Linked DNA regions of Macaca mulatta: region 2 is linked to region 1. Evidence: chromatin contacts called from public Hi-C data. All regions are on one chromosome and are shown on one strand. The core of a region is the stretch at or near the end of the contact, and the rest is flanking DNA. Distances in the headings are between cores, read along the strand shown. Region 1 has its middle 43 kb from the start of OSTM1. Region 2 holds the start of NR2E1 (nuclear receptor subfamily 2 group E member 1).

The links. A called contact is a pair of places that touch in the nucleus more often than the background predicts.
Region 2: a Hi-C map of fetal cortical plate shows a contact between it and region 1, with 1.6 times the contacts expected there. The contact joins the promoter of NR2E1 here to the enhancer-like site in region 1. A contact is called at or near these places in 4 of 14 Hi-C or Micro-C datasets (blood, cortical neurons, fetal cortex germinal zone and 1 more).

The regions. Positions count from the first base shown.
Region 1 is chr4:13,225,829-13,229,376 of T2T-MMU8v2.0, reverse strand. No RefSeq gene overlaps it. Among named protein-coding and RNA genes, the nearest start is that of OSTM1, 43 kb to the right of the region's middle. Within about 2 kb of position 1,601, at least 5 of the 40 cell types and tissues checked have an H3K27ac peak or open chromatin away from gene starts, as enhancers often do. A contact at or near this core is called in fetal cortical plate, where this site is marked.
Region 2 is chr4:13,277,227-13,280,756 of T2T-MMU8v2.0, reverse strand. NR2E1 (nuclear receptor subfamily 2 group E member 1) reads right to left here and starts at 1,486. Exons shown (of 9, transcript NM_001265967.2): 1 at 1,398-1,486. The coding sequence starts at 1,422.

The DNA.
Region 1 (3,548 bases), core at 352-2,851:
CGCAGTCTGGAAAGGGTGCTTTCCGAGAGGCCGACACTCTGCAATCCTAATTAGTGATTTTTGTCCCCTTGTTACTGGGCTCAGCATCTCATGCAAATGAACTCTTCATTTCAGCCACATTACCCCAGCTCCAGAATTAACTGACTCTTATCTTTAATGATATGCTGCTGAAGTTCTCCGAGCCCGGCTAGCTTTTTATCTTGATTACTCTAATCAATAAGAAATGATAGAGTAGAATTATAAACTCTATTGGCTTTTAAATGTTGCCGACAAGCCCTCTAGATGCCATTCCTGTTCATTGTTATTTATTAAAATGATCCTCAGCCTAACAGCGGATGCAAATAGGCGAACAAGGAGAATTAGCCTTGGGACTCGTCCCAGCCAGCCCCTGACTCCATTGCCCCCCAATCCCAAGGGAAGTCTCCTTAGTGTTGGGGCTTGGAAAGGTGGAAAATACAGATATTTAAAAGTGTTTAAAAGAAATTTGTCTTGTAAAGGGGCCAGAGAAATAGAAAGACAATTTTTAAAACACCAGCCCCCCACCCCATCCAGGTAGTCTTAAAGGTGGAAGCGTCGGAGGAAGGCATTTTGAGACACAGAGCCTCATGTTCTGGGAATAATTCATTCCTTCTCTCCCCCCCCCACACCCCTTCAGCCCCCACCTTTCTGCATACCAGTATCTATAGGCTGTGTATGTGTATGTGTATGTGTAATTTCAGACAGACCTCGGGAAATGCAATTTCCCTCACATAGTTCTCTTGGGAGAAAAATGGGGCTTGAGTCCCTTCGAGTGTGCAGAAGCAGCCCTCGTTGGCCAAGGCGTCAAGGCGCCTCCAGTGGACAGTTTTGGGTTCCTCGACGTCCAGCACCAAGCGGACTGAGACCTAGAACCTATCCTCTGGCCGCGGGCAGTCCCGTCACCCACACCCGCCCAAGGTCCGAGGACTCCACAACCCTCCCGGGTCACACCTTTCTGGCAGGCCCAATTTGAGAGGCATTGTGTTTCCTAAGAAGTCAAAATAGAGGGTGTGCGACGTTTCTTTCCTTGGCTCAGAGACTGAAAGGTCTTTTGTCGTGAGATATGTCGGAAAAGGATATGAAACATCCCTCCTCACCCTCGATCAGTGCATTACCCGGCCTTCGCCCCCACCTTGGCTCTGAGTTTCGTTTCGGGTAGAGTGGGAACTTTCAGGTCGCCCTGTGAGGGCCAGGGGCTGCTGAGAACACCCGGCCGTCATCTTTCATTAGAATTATGTACGAATTTCACTAGCTTTCGTTTAGATCCAAGGCAAACCTATTAAGAGCCTACTCTGCATTAGGCACTTTGTCGCGAGCGCAGCCCAGGCTCTGGGGCTTAGGGGACATTTTCCCTGGCTTGCATGAGCCTCCGCCCCCTCGGGGCTTTGGATGGGTCCTCAAGATCCCTGGCATCCAAAGCCCCGAAAGCGCGCAATCTGGAGGCGAGCACACACAAACACACACGCGTCACAACTCGGCCTGCCCCATCCTGCAACCCCGCGGGCGCACAACGACGCACAGCCCTACTCGCCCACCGCTAGGCGACCCGTCCCCAAGCAGCCGCGCCGTCCCTCTAGCCCTCGTAGCTGCGAATTCCGTTCTTTTCTCCCCTCATCCCTCAGCACAGCCTAGTGAGCAACTTGGCACTCTGGCCTCGCCAGGCGGGGAAGCTACGAGCTAGGGTTCCCCAAGGCTCCTAGCTGCTGAGCGGGTACCAGCAACCAGCAACCCGCCGACGCAAAGGCGAGAGGCTGCGTGCGCGCTGGGAGCGGAAGGGACTGGAACGCAGACTCAAGTCCTTGCCAAGGCCGCGGTCGATCCATGGAAAGAGAAGTTGGAAATCGCAGGCAGGCTAAACCTTTTTTTTTTTTTTTTTTTTTTTAATGACGTGGGGGGAAGGGCTGAATGTATCAAAATCATGTAAAATTTCTGTTCTTAGCAACATCCTTGTTATTAGGAATGATGACTAAACCGCCAGGATTATTCTGGACTGTAAGTTATCAAGAGCCCACTAATTTCACATTAAAGCCCATTGACTGCAACGGCGTGATTGAAGGGTTTTTAACAATTAACATAATCAGAAAATGAGCTGAGATAATTTTTATTCAACTCATTACTTTTTAATCATGTATTTCTTTTAATTAATATCTTCTCCGTGAACATAACACAAAGCGGAGCCCCAGTGCTGGCCCAAGCCAGCCTGCGGGACTGAATTTGACACAGCCAAACATTTCACCAGCAGCATTCATTGCATCTCTATTGTGGTGTGGGCGAAATAGAAAAATCTTGTCCAAAAGTCACCATGTTGTTTTGAAACACAATTTTAAAAAGGGGGGAGGGCGTTGGGAGCGCACAAGCCATACGCTTTCAATTCGACTTGACTTTTATATTTGGGCGCCTCCCTTGGTTTGCAGCCAGAGGGATGCAAATGAGAAGAAACAGAGTAAGAGGAAGAAAAGGCTTTTGGAGATGAATGTCCCATCCTGGGTTCGCAGGGGAGTGGGCTTTGGTTGCTTGCGCCTAGTACATTGGCTGGCTGGTGGGACAGCTGGAGGCACAGACCTTGGCCTTTGAGTCTTGGCCCCAGCGCATAAACCTGGCCTAGGCCGTCAGGGCTGAGACGCTCAGGCCCTTCCACCACCACCACGCCACCTCCTGGGCTCTGACCCAAGCAGGCGAAGTCCCTCGGCTCCCAAACTCGCCTGGAAGTGGGCGGTGACTGCGGGACCCTCTTTGGGGCAGGATCTTGGATCACCGCCGCCGTGCGCACCGCCTAGGCATTTGCATTGCAGCCTGGATGCTGTGACCTCGCCGGTCCCCCAGCACTTCCTGGTATTCCCAACACGGGAGACTTGTTCCTATTCAAATGCCTCACATGTGGTGGAGAACGAGCATTTATTTGTGGCACAGGGGGTTCCAGCCTCCCCCGTGGAGTCCCCAGTCTCCACTCGGGCAACTCCGACCCCCAGGCTCATCTCGCCCTTGGCCTGACCACGGCATCTCCCACACCTCCCACAAAAGGCTGTTTCTGGACTAAGTAAGATCTCTGGCAGTATGGGAGCCGCATCAGTCTTGGAAAAAAGAAACAAAGCCGACCCCTGGTGGAAGAAAAAGAAAACTTAAGAATATAAGGTCTGAGGGAATCGCATACTCAAACGTCTATACAACAAAGTGGGGAAGAAAGAGGGAGTAGAGGGGAAGGAAAGGATAAATGATGAAAAGGAAAATTGGAAGAGGCAGAACGGGAGAGGCTGTATAGCAGAAGGAATTCAGGTGGAGAGAGCTGGGAGGAATGAGGTTCAGAGAGACTGACGTTTTATGCCTTGATCAAGCTTGTTTCCTTAATCCTTGTGGCCTGGCCAGTGTCAGGGGTCAGGCAAAGACACCTGATTTTCAATTTCTCTCCAGTGTAAGTCTAGAAGTTCTGTGATTACAGAGGGCAGATCGAGGATTCTGTTGGACATTGCAGCTACTGTCTGCCTGCCCTAGAGAGCATCCAGAATCTTCCTTCTCTTTTTTCCAAACAAACC
Region 2 (3,530 bases), core at 237-2,736, 51 kb before region 1:
ACAAAAATCGAGGTCGCTTTGCCTCCTGGAAATTCCAACAGCGAGGGTCAGAGTAGGCCCGAGCCTAACGGGAAACTCAGTCCTGCGCCAGGGTCCGCTCTGCATTCAGGCCGCGGTTAGGGCTCCTTCTCTGCTCCCTCTGCCCCAGCTCGAAACATTTCTCCTTCTCTTTTTGTTCACGTTCATTTTACTCTAATTTTTAAAAGATCAGCACCCAAAGCAAAACCAACGGACAAAGTGAAAACACAACCTCCTTCTTGGAAGGGGGTAGGAGGGCGGGAATTGCATCCCACTTAAGTGAGACTTCATTACCAGTCCTCAGAAGTATCTCCGATTCTCCCAACTTTCAAAGACTCAGGACAATGAGGGCGAGTGAAAGGGGGAGGGGGCGGGAAGGAACGCATAGAGCGCCAAAAATGCTATCCGCGAAAACAACACCGGCAGCAGGGCAACTTCGGGATATGGGGACTGCGGCGGCAACGGTCGTCCCCAGCCTCAGACCCTGGAGCCCTCAGCCGTGGGCCACGGGATGGCGGGAACTGAAATGCCCCCGGGAGATCTGAGCACCGTGGTTGCGCCTGCTCAGCGCTGGCTCGGGCCTGCACATTCTTGGGTTCCGCAGGCACGGTGCAAGCAAATGCCCTCGCACACACACTTAGCCCGGCGCTCCTGAGTCTCGGGGTGGTGAGAGGTCAGCTGCGGCCTGGGGTTCGGAGAGCCGGCAACTAAGGAAGTTCGAGGAAGGAGAGAAGCGCACGGAGTGAGCAGGCCGAGCACTCCTGCCTCTGCTGGGCTCCGGCTCGAAAAGTCCTTGGGATTAGGGATTTGGTCCTCTCTTTGCTAGAGTGGTTCGCCATACTTTAAATTCCCCAGTTATGACCTACGCGGATTTAGGATTAAGGAAAATGTGACTTTTAAATTGTTTCTGCTTCCCAGTTTGCAGGATTATTTGAAATAGCTAGAAACGGGGTGCAAAGCATTCCATTCAAAATCCGCTTTGCACAGAGTTGCTTTTGCGCGCTGGAGCTCGGAGTTTTGAGCGAGTGTGTTATTGTGCTATTGCCTGAAACTGCGGCCCAGTTCCCGCCCCCATGGCTCCCCCCACCCAGCACCTGGCGGCTAAATGTAGGCAACTCATCCGACTGGTGGGCTGCGCGGGTCGTAACCTTCTCACCGCACCAGACAGGGGGGATCAAGCAATCCAGAGGCAACGAAACAGCTCTCCCCTCACCACGAAATGCTCCAACTCACGGTCTACAGGGCTGGGCCGAACGCACACGCCCGTTGGAGTCCCGGGGCTCGGAGTCGCAGCGCTCCAGGCAGGACCTCCCCAGCCTCCCTGCTCGCCCGCCCCAGGCTGCGCGTCTAGGCCCCACGGCGGCCGGAGAGGTACCCACTTGTTGATCCGGCCGGCTTGCTCATGCTGGCTGTCCCGGGGCGGAGCGGTTGGTGGGCGCTGCCCGAGTCCCGGCCGGCAGCGCCCGCCTCGCCGCTCGGCGCCGCCGCTCTCCAGCCGCCCTCCAGCCTGCAAGGCTCCTGGGCAGGACAGGTGGGTGTCAGTCGCGCGCTGCGCTGCTCCCTGGGCGCTCAGAATTCGTTCCACAGTAGAAATTTAAGCATCCTTAAGTTTCTTCCCGGCTCTTGCAAAACCGCAGCTGCTGGGAATGCTGCTTGATATGGACACACACATGGACCGACAGATGAAAAGATGGACAGGAAGACTGAGGAAGAAGGGAGAACAGCAAGAGAGGGATGTTGAAGGACAGAGATGGAGACAGGAAAATGGCCTTCCTACGGAGCGAAATCCCTCTTTTTCCCCATTCCTGTCACTCAGTCTTCAATCTCTCCCTCTACATAGGTATGCAGAGTGTGGGCAATCTCTGCCGACCGCTGGTCTCCCAAGGAAAGAAGGAAAACACAACCGCAGTCTCAGAGGCAGACGGGCTCCGCGCTGCCGGAACCCGAGCGCAGAGTGGGGTAACTAGATTGCTGGGAAATCTTCCGAGGGAAGAGGCGGCCAGGTCCGGGTTTCCGGGGAGAGCCGCGCACGCAGCGGCGAAGGGTCCCCGAAGTTCATTACCCCGTGACTTTGTGCCTGTCGCTGCGGGCTGGGTCCCCTGTAATATCTCCAGAAGCGCTCTGACAGGCAGCCGCGGGGAGGGGAATAGGGCGTCCCTGGCCCACTTAGCTTTTCCCCCAACTCCTGGCGGGGTCTGACGTCAGCCATGTGCGGGGAGGGGATGGGAAGAGGGAGGGGGTTAAATGCTAATGATATTAATGAACCTCCAAGCGGCTCCCAAAGAAAATGCAGGCGCTCTCGGAGCTTACGAGTTAGAAAGTGTGAATACGGGAGTGTGGCTCTGTGCGTGCGTGATGGTGAGGACGGTGCGGCTCGTAATAAAAATGAATTCGTATATTTCACGGCAAGAAGGAAGGGGAGGGGTGACGGGGCTTTCTCAAAACGCTTTTCCCCCTCTCTCCAGAGTGCCAGATAGATTCGCGGAAGAAATTGGGTGGCTCTGTGCTGGCGTGTGATTGTGCGCGCCGGTCACGGCCATGTGAGTTGGTTCATTCTTGGTCCCGTGCCCCTTCTGTTGGGTAAAACTTGGATCTGGCCCGAGGTGAGTAATTTACTCATTTTGCACATATCTACGGAAAGTCAGGGCTGAGGATGGGGTCTTCCGGAGGTTGCGCGTTCCTTCGGCCTTCGCGAGGTGGGTTTGGTCTCCAGCTGAGGGGAGGGTACCGCCAGCTTCCCCAAGCGGAGCTGGCCCATCCGACGCTGAACGAATCTCTTGTCGGCTCCATTATCTGCACCGGGGCGGCAGGAGGGCAGAGCGTTCCCTCCCGCGGCTTGTCCTCTGCGGGCATCGCGGGTTCCGGCTCTCCGGGCGGAGGGATCATGAAGAGCGGGTCTCATCCCTTACCCTGGCCCCATTCCGTTTGCTTTCCCGCGGTTCCTGAGCTCTCTCGCGCCTTGCTCTGTGCGCAGTGCTGGGAGAGCGCATGCCGAGGGAGCGATGATCCCCGATCTCTAAGAGATTAATTCTATTTAAGCTCTCTCGGCAGCTTGAACTTGTCGAACAAGAGCTTCCCAGTCTCTGCTCAGGGCGTGGGCCCGGCCAGAGGTCAGAGGTTACACCTCCCGCCCTCCGCTCGACGTTAGCTGGGAGGGGAGCTGTGGCCCCCGCTCTGCAATTCCGCCAGCCCACCCCCGGTCCCTCTTTCTCCAGACTCAGTGTCATCCCCGGCTTTCAATCAGAGTTTGCCTGTGCGTGCAAGTGAATGCTGGAGTCCCCCGAGCCCTGGGAGGGCGCAGCAGGTCCTCCGCCCGGGCGTCCCAGGGGGAGAGGGCTGTGCGCTCCCGTGGGCTGCGATAGCACGTGATTGCAACTTTCTGCCCAGCCTTGGCTTGGCCTCGAGCTCGGGGTCGCTCACACCACACACACCAGAGCCTGTGTCCTCCCGAGTGGAGCGCCGCCACGAAGGCTGGGGTCCGCTGGAAAGAGCAAGATGGGGGACCTTTATCT